Regions from separate parts of the Mus musculus genome. Here region 1 is linked to region 2. Evidence: chromatin contacts called from public HiChIP or PLAC-seq data. All regions are on one chromosome and are shown on one strand. Each heading gives the region's core, a stretch centred on a gene start, on an enhancer-like site or on the middle of the called end of the contact. The rest is flanking DNA. Distances are from core to core; before and after follow the strand shown.

Region 1 (5,703 bases), core at 1,559-4,058, 550 kb after region 2:
AAGGCTAGAGAGATGGCTAAGCGGTTAAGAGCACTGATTGCTTTTCTAGAGGTCCTGAGATCAATTCCCAGCAACCACATGGTGGCTCACAACCATCTGTAATGGGATCTGATGCCCTCTTCTGGTGTGTTCCCAGTTACAGTAGCCTGGAGTGGTGGCACACGCCTTTAATCCCAGCACTCGGGAGGCAGAGGCAGGCAGATTTCTGAGTTCAAGGCCAACCTGGTCTACAAAGTGAGTTCCAGGACAGCCAGGGCTACACAGAGAAACCCTGTCTCAAAAAACAAAAAACAAAACAAAACAACAACAACAAAAGTATTTATTATTCATGTGTCTTCCTCATGTACCTTCATGAAGCCCAAAGAAGCCAGGATCCCCTTTCAAGGCATAGCTGGCCAGACTCAGAACAGAGCTCCCTCATGCAAGCTACAAGCTCCTGCAGGGCTTCCATCGCTCAGAGTCCAGACAGGCTCTCCTCTCTGAGGAGACTTACCCGAAGAGGGAAGAAAGGCTTACCTGGTGAGCCAGCTGAAGTTTCTCATCCTGAAAACTGTCGACAAACTCATAGAGCTTTTCCCACTCCTGGAACCGGCTGCTGTTGAAGCCAGGACCTCCGACCAGTAGCCACCAGATCCGGCAAGGCAGAAGCAAGACAGACTCCACGAGGCGGCCAAGAAGTGGGAAAAAGCTGAACCAACTCAAGAAGGAACCCAGGGTTTCTGCCACGTAGTTAATGGTGGCAGCTGTGTTGTACATCGTACTGTAGGCCAGAGGGCCGGTGAAGGCGAGGTAAGCCAAGCCCACGCGGTAGAGCCGCACACTAAGTGTCTCTGACCCCGCTGAGGCTTTGTATCGTCGATGCTTCTGGGCTGTAATGCTGGCAGCCAAACTGATAGGCAGGATGGCTATGGGGCGGCCATAGAACACAGGGGACGTGAGGAAGGCCGCTCCTAAGGTATTCTTAAAGTCTGAGGTCTGGTTACCAACAGCAGCTACCAGCAAGACCCCTAAGCCAACAGCCAGTGGGAGGCCCACTATATAGAAGTTGTCCATGGAAGAAAGGCTGACTAGAGCCACAAGACCAAAATAGACACCCACTACTATCTGGGAAGCAAAGCGAAGGAGACTGAGAGGTGGTCTCTCCTCTTCCGGCCTCTGTTTCCAACTCTGGACTCTGTTGGCTTGAGCCACAAAGCTCGGGAGCTTCCAGAATTCCCAGAGCCAGCCCAACCCACCACCTCCCAGGGTGAGCATCCAGAGCAGGGCATGGCTGTCCCTTCCCAGGTACAGGTGGTGGAGCCCAACAGGACCCCCCAAAGCCCAAAGGACATAGGTCATCAGCAGCCCTTTGGCCATCCTCTAGGGCAAGAGTCTCAGAGAAAATCCAGTGGCGTTTGACATTGATCAAATTGCAGAAATCTCAAGGTCCTCTGTGAGAATCACTGCAGTCTGGAGGGTCATCCTTAGGCCTGAGAGGTGAAGCAAGGAGAAAGGCTCAGCAGTAATAAAAATCAAGCTAGCCCTACCTCGGGGTCTCTCAGGTACTAGATGTCTCCTATCTTCCGTTAGCACCCCAGTCCTGTTATTTACAATCACAGTGACTCCATATTTAAGGGAGGAAATGCTTCAATTAAAATATTTTCATTTATTTATTATTAATTTATTGATATTTGAGGCACAGTCTTATTGCACGTTCCAAACTGGTCTTATGCGGCCATAGCTGAGGACATCTTGGTCTTCCTGCCCCTACCTCCTCAAGTGCTGAGGTTATAGGCATGTGCCACCATGTCCAAGGAAGAGAATGTTTTTGTTTTTAAGATTTATTCATTATTATGCATACGTACACTGTAGCTGTGCTCAGACACACCAGAAGAGGGCATCAGATCCCATTACAGATGGTTGTGAACCACCAGGTAGAGTCAGTGCTCTTAACCGGCTGAGCCATCTCTCCACCCCCAGGAAGAGAATGTTTTAAGTGACTTTAAGTTGGGACACTGAGAACTAGGTGCCTGAACAACAACAACAACAACTCAAAAGCTTGGGACTAACGGGTGACCCAGGGGTCACTTGGGGTTTAAATTCCCAGCACCCACATGGCAGCTCATAGATGCCCTCTTCTGGTCTCCAAGGATATCAGGAGTGCATGCAGTGCACACACAAAGGTTCAAGCAAAACACCCGTGTACATAAAGTAAAATTGAGAAAGAATAAGAAGGGGGAAAAAAGAAGCTTAAATTTCTATCCTCCCCTTAGACTCTGGAATAGTAATGGCTCACAGGAAAGGGCTGAAGAGAATACTTTTTCACTGTTTCAAACCCCTTTGAAAGCCAGTGTCTTAGCCAAACTCACTCCTTTAACATCGTGTGTGTGTGTGTGTGTGTGTGTGTGTGTGTGTGTGTGTGTGTGTGTGTGTGTGTGTAAGCGGGTGCATTCTGTAACTCGGCCAAAGCCCTTTCCAGCTTTCCCATCTCCCCAGACTATGCCGTTCTCCCACAAGCCAAATTTGAAAGGGACCCTGAACTCCTTCCACTTAAACGTTCTGGAGAACATTTTGACCCAGACCTTAGCACCCCACAGCCCAGCCATCCTATCCCTATCAACCAGATCGAAGGCACTCTACAAAGCGGCCGCAAAAATCCTCAGAATATCAAATCTGCCTGCCAATCGTCTTACCTACTTCAAGCAAACTCACCCTCAGGCAGTCCCAGCAGGGCCGCAGTACCTGGCAGCCCAGGCTTCCAGGCTGCTTCAGAACAGCCATTGCCTTTGAACACAGATTCAAAATGGCCCCTCTGTAACTGCTCTCACCTCCACACAAGTGGACTTTGTCCCTCAGTGCTGGGTGACTGTGTTTGAAGTCAGGCCACCTCCTGCAGGCCCCGCCCCGAAAGCCCTGGTCAGCCCCTTCGTAGCCACCTTCCGGTCCTGTGTTCCTGGGCTCTGATCGCCCTCTCTACGGGAAGCTTTCCCCAGACTCACCCAGTTTTACACTGTAGGGCCTGGAACCGCGCCCCACTCCCGGCAGTGCGCACCTCTTGCAGCACTTCATTAACACCGCCAGATGGCGCTGCCGTTTACGGAAGGGAGGGTCCCCAAAAGTCCCAGATCTCCTTTTTGCAAGGTTGGGACATTCCTGGTCAAAGCTGTCCGAACCGTGCAGCTACCTGGCGGGAGAAAAAGGGCGACTCTATCAATAAAATTAAAAATCTCGACTTCCTCTCCTCTCCGCCACAAATGGGAGGTGATCCCTGTCTCGCTTCTCTCTGTACTCCAAGACGGCCATTATAGGATCACGTCTAATTTCTTAAAGGAGAGACATCCACTCAGAGGTGAAGGAGAGAGCCCCTCAAGACCCGCAATTCTGCCTCACTACCTTGCTTCCAGGCCTTCCAGTTAGGGGACTCCACAGCCAGACCTGGGAGTCTGAGCCTGCATAGCCCAGAATCCATAGAGCCAGAAGCTGTTCAGACCCTTGTAGCCTGAAGCAAAGGGGGGGGGGGGAACCCACACCAGCAAGGGATACAGGGTGGGGGCGAGCCATCAGAAGAGTAAGGGCAAACCCAGGGAGACTCGGGGGAGAGGAGCCTGCCTTCTCGCTTGGACGCTGGAATGGAGCTGGCTTACAAGATGCCTTCAACATCCCGGGCTACAATCCCCGAGCAGCTCCGTGACCTTGGCCAAGTCACACCCTTTCCTGAGCTTCAGTTTCTTTTAAAAGAAGCTTGGATCTACGAAATTCCCCAGGCTTGATTAGAGGTAGGGATGGAGCCGGTGGGCTTCACTTAGGGTCACTTGTCAACAGTGGGCAGAATGTTTTAGCTCCCTCCAACGTCTAGTTCTAGCTGGGGACTAGATATGGCCCCTTTAGGGCTGAGGAGGGGCGACAAAACGACAACCCAGCCACGGCTGGGGACGGGGGGCGGACGGGGGCGCTGAATAATGAATGAGACTTAATTGGGCCCGCTCTGCGCGGCGGCGCGCTAAGCTTGGCAAACAGCGCGGGCAGAAGCAGCCGCCGCCGCTGGACAAACAAACTCGCTCGGGAGCCGGGAGCCCAGTGCGAACCGCCTGGAGGGGGAGGGGACCCCGGGGAGCCAGGTCTCCTGCTCGCAGGAGGGGCCCAGAAGTGTCCAAAAACGCGAAAGGGATGAAGGCTTCGGGCCCAGCCTAGAAAGGACGGACTGGGGAGGGAGCGAAGCAGATTTTTGCCGTAGAGCCCTGGGACCCAAGGGCAATGTAAGCGCGTGAAAAAGATGGAGAAAAGAGTGGAGGACGGAGAAGAGAGTGAGAAATGAGCGAGGAAAAGGCACATCTGGAGGAGGGTGGTGGAGGGTGAGGGGCGAGAGGAGGACCATTACTGTGAGGAGAGGGCAGAGCGATGGAGAAACGAGAAGGGAGGCACAGGGGACCTAGAGAAGAAGAATTGAGGAAGAGTCAAGGAGAGGGATGAGAGGTGACCGGAATGAGAACAGGGGTGACAGGGTGGGCGAGAGGAGCCCCTGCCTGCGCCTCGCCCTGCCTCGCTCCCGCCCTACGCTCTCTCCAGCCGTCCGCACTCACTTTGTCACAATTACGGGGCCGTCACTCGGCCGGGATTGTTTTCCCCAAATTGTTGTTCTATAAACTGGCTCGGGGTGGGAGGTGGGGTGGGGGTGGGGGGAATCTGACAAGCTGAAGCGGGAGGGAGGGGAGCGTGTGAGCAGCTGTCGAGGGCATAGTAACGTATTTACCCGCCACTGGCCCAGGGCTGGCCTTGGCTGATACAGAAACCCGTGAGGAAATTGATGGCCACCCCAACCTTCGCCACCGTCCCCGATTTTTCATCTTCCAGGCCTCTCTCGGTCTCAGCTGCCTCGGTTTCCCCAACCGAACGCGGCAGGTACTGGAGGCCGAGGCGATGACCAGACAGGACCAAAAGTTGCTTAGCCTTTCCCCAGTCTCTCTGGCCGGCGCCCTCCAGCGCCTGCTCACGTCGCAGGTTTGCACTCTCATTCCTAAGTGTGCCCAGGTCCCCTCACCCCGGCGCCGCTCGCTACCCTAGACCACCTTGTCGCTCCTCTATTCTGCAAACATCTGTTGCGCCCACTGAGCGAGAACTGCGCTGGCTTCCAGCTGCCCCCCTCCGCCCCCAACACCTCCCCCGCCCGCCTCCTCCCCGCCAGCCCAGCTTGTCGGCTCCGTGACAGCCGCCGCCGAAGCCCGGGCCCCGCGGGAGCGGCCGGAGAGGAGACGCTGCATGGCTGGCTCCGACACCGGCCTCCCTCGCGGCTCCAGGGGCAACGGAGGATGGCGGCCGCTGAAGCGAGACCGGAGTCGGCCGCTGGAGTTGGCAGGACTAGACGGGGGAGGGGGGAGGCCTTGGGTGGGCTCCTCTCGGCTTCTTTTAAATCCTGTCTTTCTTAGTCGGTCGCCCTCGGTCCAGCCTGAGCAGAGACCCTTCCAGCTGCCGCTGAGCGCGCGTGGGATTCAGTAGGTTTCCTGGTTCCTCCCCCCGCAACGCCCCCCAGTCCGGGTGATTTACACCCCGGCTCCGCTCAGCGGCCGCTTCCCAATCAGGAATATCGACCCCGGGCGGGGCCCTCGGGCCGCATCGATCCCTCTAAGGCTCGGGATTTAAAAATGTCAAATTTGCCTTTTCCAAGCCGGTGGAGGGGGCGGGGGCCAGGAGGAGGGCCGTTTGCAGGGGAGGGTGGACAGCAGGGCA
Region 2 (5,236 bases), core at 1,480-3,979:
TGGATTCCCCATTTCTCTCCATATGTCTGCCTGCTTCCCTTTCTGCCTTCTGGGTTGGAGTCTGCCCATGCTTCAGACATCAATCTCAGCTCATCTGCCTTTAGATCGCCGGCCCAGAACAGAGTCCTCAGCCTGGTGCTGTTTGACCCTGGGCCTCCACCCTCCGTACCCAAAGTATGCAAGACGAACTCCTTCCCAGGGCAGGAGAGCTCACAGCAGGACTGGGGGTGGTGCTGGTGATGCTGAGGCCCTTGAGTGGAGGAGGTTCAATTTGTATTTCTAGAAAGAGGCTGAGAGTAGATGAGAAGGAACTGGAAGTCACAGCCGGGTGGGGCAGTCGAGGTAAAAAGACAAAAGCGCTCAGTGAGTCTGGTGACAGCGCCTCTGTCTGGCTCCTGGCATGGAGGAGTTCGGGCGGGCGGGGCGGGATGGGGCTGCCCAGCAAGGGTCCTAGCGTTCGTGCTCCAACGGGAATGACTTGCCGCACGACGGCGGCGCGTTCCCGCACACTGAAGCTCTTTTACAGACTTAGCCAGCCTCCACCAGCATCCCGGCACTCGAAACCACTGCGTCTCCAGAGGCCCGACACTCAAGAACCAGGTTAAAAGCCAGCGCCTCCCGTAAGTGGCAGAGCTAGGATCGAACCCTATGCTTCCTGGAACTGGAGCCTTTGCATTTCCCAGTTCAAGTGGACCCCAGCTCCCAATGCTCAAAACTCAATTTGGAGGTCCTCACCAGTCTGGTGCATCAGGCAAAAGGTGCTGAGTGAGATGATACTTGGCTCCTGGGTTCCGTGGAGGGGTTGGAGGGCAGTGTCTCCATCCCGTTCCCGCCCCACCCACCCCCACTCCAGCCGGCCCATCACCGGACATCGTTTGGAATATGTAGATTGGGTGGTGGGATGGAATACTGCCACCATCTGGTAGAGTTCAACTCACCTGCACTTGAATGACTTTGTTGGGGCTGCCTACCATGCTAAATGCAGCAGTAAATCAAAGGAGTCCTACTGCGGTTCTCTGGAAGCCGATGGACTGGCCAGCAAAGCAAGGGGGTATTTACTGAGCAGATACTTGGTACTGGGACATGTGCTTCATTTTACAAGGATGTCTGAAAGGCCCCGAGAGTCAGACATTGTTTCCACTTATAGATGCCTGAGCCAAAGCACAGCACGTGGAAGGCCCTACAAAAGTAACTAGAAGAATCAGAAAACGATGAGGTAACTCACACAGAGGAGGAAGGGAGCTAGAAATTATAGCAAAAGCACACAGAGGCAGGCAGCATAGACTCCTTTGAAGAAAGCATTAAAATAATAATAATAATAATTCAAGTTGCCCAAAGGACAGATAGGACTTAGTCAAATGAAGTTGGGGGAATGGGCAGGAAGGATGTTTGGGGCAGACGGAACAGCAAGAGTTCTGCAAGCGCTGGATGCTAAGAGTAGCTTGGTGCACTTCAGGACCTGTAGACAGGAGGGAGTCAGGAGGGGCAGCTGGAGAGCCCGGAAGCCCAGGTTAGGGGAGCCCTGTTAAAGACCCTGATCTTTTTTTAAGGAGGAGAAGTGAAACGGTTAATGGTTTTCAGCAAGGAAGAGCCATGGTTGGATCTGATTTTTTGTTTGTTTTAGGCTGGTGTGAAACTAAGTAGCAGAGGCTGGTCTTAATCCCTCAGCCTCCACGCCCTAAGTGCTGGGGTTTCGGGTGTGTGCCACCACACCCACCCAGAACTGCCTTTGAAAATACCACGGTTGTAAAGAGTTCGAGGAAGGGCTCAGTTCCCTTGGTGGTTAGACTTCTGAGGCAGGCCAGGCTGGCCTTGAACTTACAGAAATCTGCTTCTGCTGTGCTGGGGTTAAAGGGGTGTACCTGGATCACTGTTTCTAGTAAACTCTAGCTAGCCAGTATTTTGTCAAGTTGCTAGTAGCCACACCTACCAGTAATTAGTAAATTCAGGAAGGAAGGGACACCAACACAGAGACATAACAAAAAAAGGAACAGAAACATTGGGAACACACTAATAGATTAAGATGAATAGTTTGCTGGTGTACGTAAAAGGCATTTCTGATGTTGGGTCCAGATCTTTCAAAGTTTCAAAGCCTCTGTACCAATACGACGCCAAATTTTAAGTGCCACTTATTAAATGGAATTATAACACTTCATTTTGCATTTCTATTTGTTTTCTTGAGCTGTCTTCCCCCATTCATAGCTACTGGAAAGCAGAGACCACATGATCGGTATTTTTTTCTGATTCCTAGCAGAGTGCTTGCTATGAAGTTGGCATACTTACTGTGCATCAAATAGAAGTCTGAATGAATGCGTGAATGAATGGAGGGATAATTATAGCTCAGTAAATATGGTTAAAATGATTGCTGCTCTGTCTCCTTCTGGAATTCTTCCTATTCTACAGTGAGACCCGAAAACTATTCAGTTATTAGTTTCCAAGGGTCCTATTTGACTGCGTGGGGAAACAGGAGGCAAGAAATAATATGCAATTAGTCAACAGGTCATTAGGATAATTGCAAGAAAGGAAGCTGGAGCCTGGAATGTGAGTCCTACACGGGCCACGAAACACCCACTACTCCCGCAAAATTGTGTGTGTGCCCTTAGTCAAAATGGCCGCCTTTCGGGCGTCTCGCTAATGTAATGCGCATGCCCATTCCGTTTTGCGCCCGCCCCCTGGCCCTGACACTTGCGTCTTCGTGATTATGAGCTCCTCTGTGATTGGCTGGTGCGTGATTTTGAACCGGATCTGGCGGCGCGGTTTTACACTGCCGTTAGTGAGGCGCGTCGCTGGTAGACAGCAGCCCTCCTGGGGCGCGGCGGCCGGAGAGTGAGCGCCGCGGGCCGGACGGGGTTGCGTGTGCGCGGGGCCGGGAGCCTCGGTAAGCCGGTCGAGGTCGCGAGCGAGCGAGCGAGCGGGCGGCGGGGAGGCGGGCGAGGGGAGGGGGCGGCGGGACCCGGCTGCTCTCGGCGTGGCGCTCCTTGCAAAGTCGGGGCGTCCTTTTGAGGCGTGGCCGGCCGGGTGCGGGTGTGGTTCCCTCAAGGTGGTCTTGGCGAGCCCCAGTGCCGGGCGTGGGAATGGCGGGGAGAGCCCCCTCATACCCTTTTCCGAGGAACAGTCTCTTTTGAGGGAGAAATCAGGTGTTTGGGGAACCCGGCGGCCTGACGTGGAGAGCCTCTACCTTCTAGGCTGTCTCCCACAAGGCTCATTAGAACATCCCTAGTTGTGGAGAGTTGGAATGTTGCAAATTCGGAGCCTATCTCGGGTGATTTTTTTTTTCCAGGCCCCCCCCCCTTTTAATAATTTATTGCCCACCTCTGTCACTGACCTACCTACTGTTCTGTGATTTGCATGTGAAACCCTTTGGGGTGTATTAATTTATATGAACAGCTTCCACCAACAGAAAAGCTAAGACTTGTTCTTAACTATAAAACGTAGTGAGAATGGTTATATCACAACGTAGTATTTTGGTATTCTGGATTCATGTTCACTAGCCAGGGTCACTTATATTTGGCTCACTCATTTCCCTTGGAATGAGAGCTTTGTTTTTGTGCCTCAGAAAGAGAGGAAGAAAGAGAGGAAGAGGGGGAGAGACTGACTGCAGTACTCCCAATAGTGTATCGGAAGGTTATTGGATTTACTGTTTACCTTTTAAAGTTCTATCACTCCTAAATAAACTGGACTCCGTGTATGTGTGGTAGTGTCTTATGTAGCCCAGGCTGGCCTCTTGTAGCCAAGGATAACCTTGGACTTCTGAGCCTCCTGTCCTTGGAGTGCTGGGATTACAGGCATTACAGGATAACTTGGAGATTACATGTGTGATCTGCCATTCTCAGTATTTGCTGTGTTGAGGACAGAAACCAGGGGCTTGTCATGCTAGAGAGACATGGTATCAGCTGAGCTACAGGCCAGCACAATTGTACATGTAATTTCACGTAAGACTGTCTTCTACTAACCTTTAAAACCTCTGTGGACTGATGAGGCTGCATGTCAGGCTGCCAGGGTGCAGTAAAGATAGGGACTCTTATGCTGTGTTAGACTTCAGTGCTGTCTGCTGGTCAACTTGGCTTTTGGGTTGATGAAAGGTAGGTGTGTGTTTGTTTCTGTTTTTATTTCTATTCTGAGACAGGGTTTTGCTGTGTGTAACAGCTCTGTATGTCCTGGAACTCTGTAGACCAGGCTGGCCTGGAACTCACAGAGATCTGCCTACCTCTATGTCTCCTAAGCACTGGGATTCAAGGTGTGTGCTGCCATTCTCCGGGTGAAAGGTAATTCAGGCCAAAATTTCATCTGATAGTCACAAGGAGGTGTCTGGTGTGTTAGTGGAGCTAAAGATCACTCAGATAATTTGGCTGCAGATCTGAGACATTCTATCAAACTCTCCACAAATACAGACCCTCCAATCTTAGCCTTATACTTTTTTGGTTCTGTTTGGTTTTTGTTTTTTGAGATAGCTTTATAGAATTATAACATTGACTTTTACCCCTGGGTTTCCCCCCATATAAGGTTTTTATACCATGCTACATTAATAAAAAACCTGTTGCACCAAGCCTTGGGCACTGTTCTAGATACCAGTGGCTCTGCAAAGTCCTTGCTTTCCAGACAGTAAACTAAGTGAACATATCAGGTGGAGACAAGTGCTCTGGAGCAGAAGCAACCAGGAGTTATGGAAAATAGTGTGGCTGGAAGAGACTTCACTGAGAAGTAAACTCCCAGGGGTGGGGTGGATGGGGACTGGATGAGATGGGGGGACTGTCCATGCTAGAGATGGCAGCAGAGAGTAACCGGAAACCGGAGTCCAAAGAGAATGACTAGATCAGTGGTAGCCCAACTCTTCAGTGCTTGCTCAGTGGAGACAAGATGCTAACAATCAAACACAGTGTGTGCCCTGCTATGGAGCTCTGATGGAATATGCTGGGCAAAGGGCTGGCTGAGGGTAATGAGGTCTGTGTTGTGCTCTTTAAAGGTCATTCTTTTCCCCTCCCCCAGCATATATTCACATTGTGAGATCTGTCTGTCTGAGTTGCAGTCACTAGGAAAAGTGATTGCTGAGACAGACTCTGGGTGGGCCTCACAGGAAGCAGTCAGTGTGCTGAACTTACCCATCACACCCAGTTCTCCCCCCCTCCCCCCCTCTGGTCTTCACTCATGGTGAGCTGGGAACATTTTGTTTACTCTTTCTGCAATTGATTTGCTCATAGGGACGATTGGTCTCACGATGGCATTTCTTCTGTCAGTT

Evidence for each region. HiChIP or PLAC-seq counts read pairs in DNA pulled down with a chosen protein or histone mark.
Region 1: an H3K4me3 HiChIP or PLAC-seq map of stem cell-derived neural progenitor cells shows a contact between it and region 2, with 2.6 times the contacts expected there. The contact joins the promoter of Dnajc22 here to the promoter of Racgap1 in region 2. A contact is called at or near these places in 3 of 39 promoter capture datasets (hippocampal neurons, pre-B cells and second pharyngeal arch cranial neural crest) and 1 of 115 datasets of contacts at active chromatin or transcription factors (stem cell-derived neural progenitor cells).

Annotation. Positions count from the first base shown.
Region 1 is chr15:99,096,589-99,102,291 of GRCm38.p6, reverse strand. It overlaps Dnajc22 (DnaJ heat shock protein family (Hsp40) member C22), which reads right to left and starts at 2,808. Exons shown (of 3, transcript NM_176835.2): 1 at 2,692-2,808; 2 at 517-1,469. The coding sequence starts at 1,356.
Region 2 is chr15:99,649,149-99,654,384 of GRCm38.p6, reverse strand. Racgap1 (Rac GTPase-activating protein 1) reads left to right here and starts at 2,729. Exons shown (of 17, transcript NM_001253808.1): 1 at 2,729-2,878.